2 separate regions of the Zea mays genome follow, and region 1 is linked to region 2. A link is a contact called in public Hi-C data. All regions are on one chromosome and are shown on one strand. Each heading gives the region's core, a stretch centred on a gene start, on an enhancer-like site or on the middle of the called end of the contact. The rest is flanking DNA. Distances are from core to core; before and after follow the strand shown.

Evidence for each region. A called contact is a pair of places that touch in the nucleus more often than the background predicts.
Region 1: a Hi-C map of ear shows a contact between it and region 2, with 5 times the contacts expected there. The contact joins the promoter of LOC100281931 here to the promoter of LOC100286105 in region 2. A contact is called at or near these places in 4 of 25 Hi-C or Micro-C datasets (ear, root tip, tassel and 1 more).

The regions. Positions count from the first base shown.
Region 1 is chr4:85,711,524-85,718,575 of Zm-B73-REFERENCE-NAM-5.0, forward strand. LOC100281931 (ATP-dependent Clp protease adaptor protein ClpS containing protein) reads right to left here and starts at 2,323. Exons shown (of 3, transcript NM_001154850.1): 1 at 2,178-2,323; 2 at 788-935. The coding sequence starts at 2,250.
Region 2 is chr4:85,518,501-85,525,500 of Zm-B73-REFERENCE-NAM-5.0, forward strand. LOC100286105 (teosinte branched1 protein) reads left to right here and starts at 2,318. Exons shown (of 1, transcript NM_001158993.2): 1 at 2,318-3,327. The coding sequence starts at 2,354. The coding sequence ends at 3,178.

The sequences.
Region 1 (7,052 bases), core at 1,073-3,572, 190 kb after region 2:
TTATAGGAGAAAAAGAAATCTAACAGCAGTAAACATCCTAGTTCGATCATTAAGAACTGGCTGTAATGCTGCACCATTCATTAATCCTAGCATTGAAATGAACTAGGCATACTCCAACACTAGCCAATTTATTCACTGATGCTCACACATGGAGGAATGCAATATGTAATGTAACTCTGGAAGTGAAGCTTAAAGCCTCTTTTACATAGTAAAATTTAAATGAGAAGGCCACCTGCTGACACACAACATTAAAACTACACAGCTAAGCGTAAGAACACTCTAAACTAAAAGCAACCATATACCTACCAATTGTGGCAATAGGTAGTTAGGTACTAGCTGTCCCAGAAATTTCCCCCTCCATAGCAAAACAGAATAAAAAAAATAGCATTGCAGTTGATTCTATGATGCGGCCCAGTTGACAACGGGAACATAAAAAAACAAGATTCTGGAAAAGCGAAGGAACTTGCACATGGCAATAAGAAAATAGATGTGCAGCCATCAAGTTCAGTTGGAAGTACTCCTGATCCTTCAGTGTCTATGGAATATTTCAGTTATTCTTTTTGTGCACGAATAAATTTTAAGTGTTCTTCCAGTAACAACAGTGAAACGAATGCAGAGTAGTTGACAACTTCTGTATCTGTTTGAAACCACTTAATGGTGTATTTGTGATTGATCAGCTGTTTCAAACTAAGACCGTAATTCAGAAAACACAAAACTCATATCCCCGCAGTTCTGGAGGTTACACTTACTAGGAATTGAAACAGAGGTGATAGTGTATAACACTTACTTCACATCAAATTCGGACTGACGACCAGGAGTAATTTTCTCTACTGGCCGATCAAGCACACCGCCACCTTTGCCTGGCGCAGCTGCTGACAGAGCCATAGGAATTGAAAGACTTGGACATCTTCTCTTGTAAATGAAAGATCTATCTCCTGCACAATATGAAGAAAATCGACACGAAAGGTTATACCAGCAAGTCTGCAAGAGTAATCATGGACCTATGACATGACAAACAGTATTTCCATGTAAATTTGAAGTCACCGTATAGTTAGCACAGTTCTAGATAGCACATTTGTGCCTCCAGGCTGAAAACAATATGAAAAAAAGTGGAGTAATAGCCTCATGATCATGCTGAACAGGACTATAAGGTTGAGGATTAGTTGGTGATAGAGCAAGATTTCCTAAGCATTTCAAGTCAGGGTATGATATGGTGGATTCAATCATCATCTTAGTCATTTGGGATTTTCAAGAACATCAAGAATAATCAGCAACTAGTAACGGCCAGCAAGGAATAATGCATCCGTGGAGAATGGCAGGCAGCTGCAACACATATATTACTTTAATAGTAGTATAAAGTGTGTCTTAAATTTCAGCTTTCGTTGCAGACTATTTATTTTCCTGTAAATGGACCAACTGGGCAATATCCCAATTGCTAGTGTACTACCGTTGCAGACGAGTAGTTGGAATCGGTTGTTAATATGTATTTATCTGGACTAAAAGAATGGGAAGAGCTGTAGTGCAAAACACAGTCCATGAATAAGGCATACTGAAGCAATAAAACAAGAAACTAACAGATAGCTGATTGAAAATGCCAATGAAGTGAACCACCTAACCTTCACCATGCACACTAGTTCTTGCAACTAACTAGAACAGACGCAACAATTTCACCACACATCAGGTCCTCGCCCTCTAGCCAACACAAGGCGGCCATTTCATAGCAGGAAACAGAAGGATTCTCTGTTCACAATCAGTTTGATTGGATGGCACCGCCTTGTCTAGCTACATACGATAATTTTGAGCGTATATGTAGATGCAGATTAATAACATCAAAATAGCTTATTTTGTATACACCTATGCAGATTGTGACTCTCACATACAAGCAACCAAACATAATCTCAAATAAAATCAACTCCAAGATGAGATGTGCGGTGGCAGTAACCGTAAAACCATTGCAAAAGCGGAAGAGTACTTGTCTGCTCTCATACTCCGTGGGATCCCCCACAATTCTACCTCCACAGAAACACCGTGGACAGCACGCATCCTACTTGCCCCATCGACCTTATCCACTGAAAGGTACTAAAGAGTACTAGTAACTACGTACTCACAAAATCGCATCCAAATTCCAACAAATTGGCAAACGGGAGCCAGAACCGGGAGCGAGGGAGACGAACAACCTGCCACGGCGTGGAGATTCGGGAGGCGGCTCGCCGCGGAGAGCGCAACACGGCTGGGCACCGAGGCCATCATGTCGCCAACCGCCGTCGCCTCGCCGCGCCTCGGTGATTCTGAATCTTGGGGCCGAGATTAGCTGCCGCGGTGGTGATGCTCCGTGGGCCGGTCGACGTGCGGTTTGTAGGGACCCTATTATTTGTGGCCCAGTAGTTTGGTAGGCGCTGCGGGATTGCGGGAGCGCCACCTGTTCCCAGTCCCGGCCTCTGGGCCACTGATCTCTACAGATTTTTTTCTCCGTTCCAACACTAAACTTGAGGAAGCCCTTGGTTCAATTACCATTGTGCCCTTCGGAATTGGTGGAGGCTGGAATAGACCGACAGCCCTAGCTTCCAATGGCCGAATGGGGTTTTCGTTTCATCGTCCTTTGGACTTTGGTTACTCCTTTATGTAGAAGGATTTTATTAAATCCAAATAATTTTCAAACTCATAAAGTTATTTGTTAAAATTTTATGGAAAACAACTCATTGAGATATGTTTTTAATGAAATTTAAATGTGAGACAATGTTTCATTGTAGTTTGTTGCACTCAATTAATTTGATTGCATTGGTTACTCTCAAATTCTAGTACTCCATTCGTTCTTAAGGGCAGTCACAACCTAAAAATTACCAAGTGATTTCTATAGCTGCCACCTCACTAAGAAATTACTTATATAAACTATAAGTTCCAACATTAATTTTTTGTTGTGCTACCGTAATAAATGTGGACGCGACGGTGCCACCAGTGAGCTGCGACCTATGAAAGAGTGTGGCGTGTGGGCTCCACAGATGGAAACGGGGTGCTCGTCCCCAATGCCAAAATAGTGGGTCTTCGTTGCGCGTGTAGACCTAATTTCTCATGCGGGAATATGTTTCCTCCTCTTTTTCATTAATTTCCTTGTCATGTCACCAAATTGTTTATGTGGCAGCTAAACTAATGATATAAAAACTAGATGACATGGAGGGTTGGGGCTGCTCTAATGTAATTACTTCTAGGATTTTTAGAATATATTATGTTAAATATAATCATTAAAGGACCTAGGCCATTTATGGATTGTCCAGTATGAGATTAACACTAGTACACAGAAGCTCTATAGTGGCGGTTCTAAACATATTTACACTGGCGTTTTTCAGTACCGCCAGTGCTAGGGGTCAGTGGAAATCAGCATTTCCACTGACGGTTATTTTGGAACCGCCAGTGAAAAGTGCATTTTCACTGGCGGTTTTCTTAAGGAACCGCCAGTGAAAAGTGCATTTCCACTGGCGGCTGAATAAAGAAAACCGCCAGTGAAAATGCATTTCCACTGGCGGTTTTATAAAGCAAACCGCCAGTGGAAATGCACTTTTCACTGGCGGTTTTCTTTATTCAGCCGCCAGTGGAAGTTTTCCCGCCTTTTTTCAAAATTTCAAACAATACTGAATTATATATATATTTATTTACACACACACAAACATATATATATATAGATCTATATTGATATTGAAAGCAACATGAAATTAAATTCTATCATACATTTATATACATCAAAGTATTCTGTTTACAACCATATATCCTTCATGCATTCTATACATCATAAGTTTTCACCTAAGCTCTAATAACTATCTCGGCTAAGAGATAATCTACTAATTTCTGTTAGTATTCTAAACTCTGGCAAAGCTAATGTTCCGGAAGCATCGTGATATTTTCCTTCTGCGGGAATGACCTCTTTCAATATGAATGTGCAGAGGTCCTCGACTATGCCATACAATGCAGCTTCGGTCAAGTTCTCCGGGTTTCCTCGTTGAAATTGCTGTAAAGGAATTTTATAAACATCATCTATTTATACTCAATAATAACACATTTGCATCTTTAATGACATAAATACATACTTAACTATTACTAATAATACCTTGTCAGGGTTCGTGATGTATCGTCCGTTCACTCTCATGAACTCGCACGCATAGAATCCACATAGGACCGATCCTTGTGGTTGCTTGTGGCACTACATAACGGGAGATTGGTTATTTAGTTGCAACATTGTGTATGATATGTATTCATAAAATCACATACTTACCGGCCAGTGATGATGGATGTCTAGTGGCACGAGTTTTTTCGACAGGTCGTACTTTCCACCTCTCATCTTATAGAATCTATAAGCACTGTGATCTCAAATAGAATCACCATGTTATTCTCAAATTTTAATCGATAAAAGTATGCATGCATAGAAAAGGCTTACAGCTCTAAGATGCTGAGGAATGTTGCATATGTCGAAGGGTCGAAGTTCAAGGAGTCGAGCACCAGCACCTTTCCAACCTTAGGATAAATGAGGAAGCATATCCAGTGGTCCCTGTACGAATCAAATTTGTGATGCATGTGTATTGAAATTATTAATTTTATTTATGCAAAATCACACTTACTTAAAGTTGTACGGGGCCATTATGGTTTCCCTGTCTTGAAATTGAAGCATTGCATGTCCTATGTAGGTGGCGTATCGAGCTTCAAAATCCTTCTTCATATCCTTTATACGCTTCTCAACTTCTTCGTCCGTCTTTCCCCGTATTTCATCGTTGTCTTTCCCGATTCTAAAAGTGTGGCTTTCCTCGGATATAAGTATTGGGTTGAGATACCCAACCCTTTTACTGGCACTAGCATTGGGCTTGGTACCGTAAAGAATCTCCTGCTGATCATGTTGCATTCTGCAAGTCACACGTGCATGTCAGATATTGAAATTTTATACAGCTCACTAATAATAACACACATATGTGGAAGTATGAGCGACACTTACAATGCAAACATCGTTACAAGTTGCACGTCGCATGTTTCTCATCTACATTGAGATTGTAGCTTGCTGCTGGGAGATGGTACTTCCCATTTTCTTGAAGAACGGGATGTAGTTCCTTTTTTATGCCTAAATCTACCAAGTCCATGCGTGAATTGAGCCCTTCTTTTGTTTTGCCCTTTATGTCTAGCAAGGTGCCCATTATGCTTTCAAACACGTTCTTCTGAACGTGCATACCATCGATCGCATGCCGCACATCTAACTCTTTCCAGTAAGGCAAGTACTCGAAGAAAATAGACTTCTTCTTGAATATAGCCCCCGAAGCTGGTTTGACATCCTTCCTTGTTTTTCCGTCTTTTGTCTTCTTCCCGAAAACAAACTTGATATTCCTGACTATTTCAAAAACTCTATGACCTCTATTGTTACCCGATGGAGCAGTAGAATGTAGTTCACCATTATTGTCGAAGTACTTATCCATCTTTCGCATGCGGTACCTGTGTCCTTCCAATAAAAAGCGTCTGTGCCTCATGTAAACTATCTTCCTAGATGCAGCAAGGGATACGTAAGCAGTTCCATCAATGCATACTGTGCAACCAACCTTTCCCTTAAACTGGCCTGATAATGTGAAGAGAGCAGGGTAATCGTTGATCGTAACAAAAAGAATTGCTCTCAGCGTGAATGAACCTTTACGATACTCATCCAACATTTGAACACCTGTTTCCCACAATATTTTCATATCCTCCATTAAGGGCTCCAAAAATACATCCATGTCAACTCCAGGTTGTGTAGGTCCAGAAATAAGGATGGTTAGCAAAATGTACTTCCGTTTCTGCATCAACCATGGAGGAAGGTTGTATATGGTGAGGATCACCGGCCATGTGCTATGCTTGCTGCTCCTCTCAGCAAATGGGTTCATTCCATCAGTACTCAGTGCGAACCTAACATTTCTCGGTTCATCGGCAAAGTCTCGGTGGTTGTCATTGAAATCTTGCCACTGCTTCCCATCGGCTGGATGTCGAAGCTTCCCATCGTTTTTGTGCTCATCAGAAGCATGCCAGCTCATAAGTCTGGCATCCTCAGGATTAGCGAACAAACACCTCAATCGATCGACGACGGGGAGGTACCACATCACCAAAGCAGGAATCTTTTTGAGCGCATAATAGTCTACTTCTTTTTCTTTGCTCGTGGATTTTGAAGTCTTTTTTTGGGCTTTCTTTCGCTTCTTCCCTTTAGACACGGATGCAACACACTCTTCGTCCTCTCGATAGTCTTTATTCGTCTTGTACCTACTTGCACCGCACTTTGGGCAGCTCTCCAAGTCTTTATAATCATCACCTCGATAAAGGATACAGTGATTTCTACACGCGTGGATCTTCTCCACACCCATAGTGAGCGGACTGATTAGTTTCTTTGCATAGTACGTGTTAGCAGGCACATTGTTCTCCTTTGGAAGCATGTCTGCGATAATACTCAAGAACGCATCGAAGCCAGCATCAGACACACCATATTTAGCTTTTAACATCAACAACTTTAGCACAGACCGGAGCGTCGTGAACTCTTTGGTACAACCCTTAGACTCGTCGTACAAAGGCTCTTCTGCTGCCTTCTTCAGGGACTCCATACCTTTCATTAAGAACATCGATTGATCTGTATGACGACGCAACATTGCCTCTAGCAACTCTGCATCTTCCTCATCCATAACACTTGGCAGAACATGAGGTCTATCATGTTCATTTCCTCGAGCGTAACCATGATCAGTAACATTTTGCACTACATGTTCGCTCTGTGGAAGAGGTTGGTGTGTCTCGTGAACGAACTGAAATCTGTCGTCGATGTTCTCAGGGTTTCCAGTCGTATAAGGCGAAGAGCTACCCTCTCCATGCTTTGTCCAAATTGTGTAATCCTTCATAAATCCTCGGCATACCAGATGAGATATGATTTGTTCTGTGTCATTAAATACAGCTGCATTTTTGCAGTCCATGCATGGACAATATATGTGTTTTGTCTTTGTTCTCCAAGCATGGTTCGTAGCGACATCAATAAACCTATGGACCTCGGATATGTATGATGGATCTAGCCTTGA
Region 2 (7,000 bases), core at 1,068-3,567:
TCAGCAGGTGGATAATTCTGAGCAGGAGCTCGCTGAAGGCAAGTTGTGCCCTTGATAACTCTTCTTTACCTAATAATGTTCCTATTAATCACTATGATATGCTCAAGTTAATTTGATGGGACCTGATTGGTTACCCTAGTTTGGTTACTTTGCACCTTGCTTACCACTAAATTTTTGGGTAGTATCTGCTATTGCTCTATGTGGTTTTGGGTGTTATGATACATATTATTCATGATCATACTATTTACTGTCAATGGATTATTTATTGTTCTTGATAAGATTATTATGTTAATTTGAACATGGAGCGACCACCCGGGAAAACAGTGCTACCACAAGGGTGGAATGGGACGCCCTTGGCTGATTAGAAAAGCTAGAGTGAGTTAATCCTTTTCCGAAATGGGCAAGCACGGTGGAGGAGTGCAGGTGTAGGGAGGTCCTCGTGTCGGACTGTCTTTTTTAGCTTTTCGGACTAGGGATTCCTATATCGCTTTCGGCCTAGAATCCATAGCAGGTTCTCTCCTCTAGTGAAACTTTTCAAAGACCTCGTAGTGTACCCTCGCCTACTCACCTTGGCAGTGTTTAAGGGTCCGATCAACCCGAGGCGACAAAGGGAACACGTCTTATGGGTAAAGATGCGTAACCTCTGCAGAGTGTAAAACTGGTATATCAGCCGTGCTCACGGTAATGAGCAGCTTGGACCCTCACATGAGTAACTTATGAAATTAAACTTAATCTATCATATGCATTGCATTATGGAATTGTTATTAAATGTGATCTCTTATTTTATTGGGATGGTATTCACTTGTACTTAGTAACGCTAATAAAATTTTGACCCAACTTATTAAAAGCAATGCTCAGCCTTAACCATTATTTGTTGATCAGTCTTACATTATACATGAGCCTCCACTGTAAGTGAGCTCATACACATTTTTCCCTACACTTGTTGAGCGATGAACATCCGTGAGCTCACCCTTGCAATAAACACCCCCATAGGTGAAGAGCAAGTGCCCCGAAGGAGGACTACTACGACGAGGTCTAAGTGTTGTCTCCCAGTCAGCTTGATGACACCAATGGATAATAATAATATTAGTTCGATTTATTTGTTATAAGTTATTTGGTAAGGTATTTTTGTTATGTAATAAAGTTTGTGACATTCGTCTCTATACACTGAGTCATTGTATGCGTTGATCTTCTTTGGCGCACATATGAGACACACCCGGATTTGCCCCTTAAATCTGGGTGTGACATCAGTAGAATACTAGTCCGCATTGTAACATCTACCTTTGGACTATAAAAGGGCAAGACAACCCTCATCCAAAGATCATCCCATATCCTCCCAGCTTTACACAAGCACCCGACTGTAACACGCTCTAAGCAATACGTACTACTGTCAACATTGTACTGGACTAGGGCTCCGGTCTGAACCAGTATAATCAACTCGCCTCAGATCCACCCTCGAGCTCCACCCGTAGCTCATCATTCGGAGTGAGTACCGCGCAAACACCCCTGCCGAACACAAATCTTATTGTCCACGGGTTCCGAAAACCACAACAAATAGTTATCCATATTAAAATTAATTAAAATCAATATCTATATATTGTTAACAATACAAAGTTACATTTTAGAGATGGACTATCGTTAGGTAATTATACATGCATGTTATCTGTTAAATTAAAATTATTGTTTTTTCTTTAGGGCTAGTTTGGCAACCCCATTTTTCAATGGAATTTCCAATTTTCCAAGGAAAAATGAACTAATTTCCCTTGGGAAAATGAAAAACTTTTGGAAAATAGGGTTCCCAAACTGGCCCTTATATAGCTAATTAGTCATGATTATAAGATTTGGATGGCTTCAAAACCTGGGGATGATGGTAATGTAGGGCATTTCATATTTTTATCGATGTGAAATTAGATAGATATATAGTAGCAGTCTTTTTTAAAGAAAAAATAATTGCGAACATTATCTATACAATCAAAACAAGCATACGGATATCCATATTGACAGCAAATAGATATCGGATCTTGCAGATATATCTAGACTAGACATCCGCATTGTCTCGAGGCCCTAGAACGACACGTATTACCCTGTGTGGGCCCTCCTGCTTTCTTACCCGACCTACTGCTATCTCCGATCGATCCATTGTGGCACCATGATGCTTCAGTGCACTAACGTACAAAAGCAGAGCGCTTTATTATTATTTATTTATACGTATATGGCAGTCATAGATCGCCAGCCACTGCTGCCTCAGCTCGGTCATTACCCTAACAGCGGGCCTCATCACCATCGGCGTCTACCTACCAGCAAGAGCAGTCAGTCACTTACCGAACCCTACTGCAGCTGCTTTTGTTTCCTTATGCCCTCGACCGCCGCGATGTCGTCGTCTTGGGACGGGTACGGCGGGCAGATCTTCCCCGCAGACATGTCGTCGTTCCACCGCCACCAGGACACCCTGGAGGCGGTGTTCCACCACCCGCCGCCTGAGACGACGACGACGACGGGGCTGCTGAGGAACGACGGGTCATCACCGGTGGTGGACGACGGCGGCGGCCACGCCGCACCGCGAAGGCGGCCGTTCCGGACGGACCGCCACAGCAAGATCCGCACGGCGCAGGGCGTGCGCGACCGCCGGATGCGGCTGTCGGTCGGGGTCGCGCGCGAGTTCTTCGCGCTGCAGGACCGCCTCGGCTTCGACAAGGCCAGCAAGACGGTGAACTGGCTCCTCACCCAGTCCAAGCCGGCCATCGACCGCCTCGTCGACGCCGCCGCCGCCGCCGACGACCCCGCGGCCGTAGCAGCCTCAGGAGGCCGACGACCGACGGTGGTGAGGGGCAGAGGCGAGGGCAGCTCCTCGAGCACTTGCTGCTGCTTGACGGACTCGAGAGAGGCCGCCGAGGAGGCGACGGGGAACGGGAGAAGCAGAGGCGGCCCTGACGACGGGCCACCGGCAGCGCTTCTGGAAGGACACGGCGGCTGCGGCGAGCTGGGCTGGATCATGTCGGGAGCGCCCACAGCAGCGGTGGCAACGACGACGACGACGACGCCGCAGCAGCCGGACGGGCACGAGTACTACTACCAGTATTGCCTGCAGCTCGAGGAGATGATGCGATGCAGCAACGACGAAGGAGAAACAACGCCAGGTGATTTCTTGTATGGTATGCAGACGCGTGATAGGTCTTGAGCTCTCTAAACGCGCGTGAGAGGATTTTCCATTACGTCCTGAGATTATGCTGATCTGCTGCCATGATGATCCATTACTACTGCATATCTATCTAGTACATATAAATCTCAACTGGTTCTTTATCTCATCAATCAAGATCCAAAGGCCCATTAGCCCGGGTTTGTGTTATCGACTTTTGCATTGGTTAATGGCAATTAACCTTATTATGATTCACTATGACATGTTCGTCAATTGTTCACATATACATAATCGTGCTAATGGTATCTGTTACTTTCAGTGCACTGATGACGTATAAACATTATTTATATGAAGTTGTTGCGAGTTCTGAGCTTTGTAGAAAACTCCATGGACATATCTATGATCCTTTAAACACAATATTATTTGAACACGGGATTTCAACCAACTAGCACAGATGAAATAAAAAAATAGCTATGGAACCTGGCTAGTGATGCTAGAAATTAAATTACATATTCTTCAGGAAAGATAGATACCAGTGGCAAATTAATACTAACCAATAGTAACACATGGACGATATTGATAATTTGCTTAATTAATCTCAAATATTTGACAGATTTGCATAAGAATCAGAATGGGATTATACTTGAATTATCTGGAACAAATGGTATTATTGTTTTTCAGGCCTTTTGAGTTACACGGTTTGGAGTACGTGAGAATATGTACACTTCATTTATTCCAGTTCCTTATATCATAAATTTAAATTCATTCCCTTAGTTTTGCCACCTTCCTCATTTTTAACTTTAGTTATATTTTTTCTCAGTTTTGTCATTCTGTTATATAACACTAGAATGGTAAACTGAGAAAAAAACACGACTAAGAATAGAAATGAATAGAAATGAGGACACCAGCAAAACTAAAGACACCACCTTAAAAAACCGAACTAAATAATGCATCGTCGAAGAGTTTAAGTGGTATACAAATAAGAAAACCAACAATTTACATATGGTCAATGGTGATCGACGTGTCACCACATTTGAGTTATATGGAGCTTCTCCACCACCAGATTAATTATCCTCTCGCTCTAAAAACAGTAGAGTATAGGAGAATGAGGTGAAGAAAAAAAAAACTACTTCAGCAGATCCCCTTTCTCCGTTCCATTTCTCCTATATTTATCCCAAGTTCCCAACGACTCAAACCTCCATCCACTCAATCCCTCAAATAGAGGGGATCCTCCCACCATTTTTTCTCAATCCTCTTTGTTCCTCTTCTAGTCGCCGTGAGAGCACCGACCGCTCTGCTGCCGCACGCCGCTACTGCATCACCGGAGCTCATGAGTCGCTAGCTGCAGCGCCGCTCTGCAAACGCTGCCACCTCAAGCAGGAGATGGAAGGCATCGTGAGAGCAGGCGGGCGGACAGGACCTACCGAAATCCCATGAGCAGGGAGATGCGGACGACGGACGGGAACAAGAAGGACGACGAAGATGAAGGACAAACCCTCCAGAAAGGAAAAACAAAATTCTGCCACGTATAAAGGGAATACAAAAAATCCTCTATCTGCTGTAGCACATCTCACCTACAACTTAGGTTTATATATGTTTTCGTGATCTCCTGTTGTCTGATATAGAGGATTATTCTTTTTTCTTAATCTGATGGATTGGAGATCCTCTCTTCACATCTCATATATCTGCATGCCTCAAAGCTCGACACCAAACCCATCAGGAAGGGGTCAGGCAGGAGAAATACCTTTGTGTCAATTCTATCCCAAAAAAGGCATGCACCTCAACACTAATTTAGAACTCGTTATTAGCAAGTACAAATTACAGTTGCATGCCTGTTATTTGGATGACATTATTATATTCTTCAGAACATTGCATGAAATTCTGCCAAAGTTACAACAGAATGTAGTATAATCAATCTATATATATTGCACGGTGTTCATATGTGTATGGGACGCCATGCTTTGTCCTTTTCACATACATTTTAAATGTCTCAGGAGTCAAGGACATGTCTACACTGATATACACAGCACATCAGTATCACATGCTCTTCACTCTGTTGTTTCACCCATTCAGAAAGATGAGTCTAAAAATTGTTTTCCAGAAATAATCAATGTAGTTATTCTTTACTCCAATTAACTATAGCACTATATATAGTTGGGCTTCATCAAGATCAAATATTTCCGTTATAGGCTTATAGCTAACAGAGAATATTGCCAACTTCTAACTGAAACTAACTGAATAATGGGAACATATTATTCACTACCCTTCAGCAAACAAAAGTAGTAATCCTCCGAACCATGATCATGTTAAGTTGACCTGTCTATGAGCGAGAAATTAAGCATGGCGATTCAGAATTCGGACTAGTCAATTGGTATGCCAGATGCAAAAGAATAGATGGGAGAGGGAAATAGTACTGTTTGATTGACAGCAAGTAAAGAAGAAGTTGTGCGGTCAATCATTGAACGTACGGCATGTAGGAACTTGCATATGAAGGAGAACACACGTGGGGTACGGTATACATGCTTGCCCAAGCTTATATATACTGCACTGCCAATTTTAGTCCATCAGTATACACCTAGACAAGAATTACTTGATTATTTGTACCACCTGTTGAGTGAACTAAAAGTATGTGATGATACTAATACACAAGCATCTACATTTCTTTAAAGGTTTTCTAATAGTTGATTATTTGTGCTAGCAGGGGTAAAAGACTGAAACTAAAATTGCCCAAAACAATCAAACCACGAGCTCGAAGCTAAGTTTTGCAACTAGACTATGTAAAAAAACTCTACTAGAAGGTTTTGTGGCAATACATGTCTGCATTGAAATTTGATGTTGGAACAGCATTGATTTGTTCTGTCGTCACATATGTTATCTAGAAGCATGCATATATGCAAGCTCAAGCATATGTACGCTGGTGGGAAGCCAAAATTCAGATATACCTCTCCCACTTCATTTATTTTACACTCAGATCATATATAGTCTCTACTATTGAAAGCGCTCTAGTTAAAAATGACGAGGACAAATAACCGCAGACATATTTGCATTATTAAAAAAGAACAACTCAGCTAGAATATAATGATGAGGTTCTGGCATATTATTATTGATGAGCAGTTTTAATAGTCAAAGCCATCCAGAGCCGAAGCACATAAGCCAAATCTAGATTATTAATTTGAAGAACTCTGGTATAATAATATAATGTATGATTGATGTGGCTTAGTTTTATATGTGTATGCTCTTGTTTCCTGTTTCTATTGTACAAAAGGATACTTTTTTGTACAATCATGTCTTGTCATGCATGTTGATTTATGGAAGGTGTTATCTATATACTTGTTATTCATTAATCTTGGAGGATAAAAATATTGATTGTTTCATGTACTTAACTGTGTGTTATCATATTTCTTTTCTGCATAGTATATATGCATACTCTTTTTTGATTGATTTACAACATGTTTCCATCATCTAGCATGGCATTTTTTTTGAACAATTCAAACAACAACATGTATCTATATATACAGATTCCTAATAAATGATATTCATTCTGATCATGCTATGAATTAGTTTGAAGCTGAGATCCACATAAATATATAAAATAACGGAAAACAATTCAGAGTTATTCTGAGAAGAAGTTGTTGTGTACATACTTGAACATAAACAATTGATTCAAATATAATTTTTCCTTATGCAGTCCAAAATATTTGATTTAAGAAATTAACATAACCTTCTTGTTTGGTATGATTTATGGGATGCCGATATTATTTTGTTGAAATTATTGTTTTTAAAGGTCGAATTAAGCACTCTTCAGACTAACTAATCAAGATAATTAATGACATATTTATCTGCTTCATATATGTTTATAATATA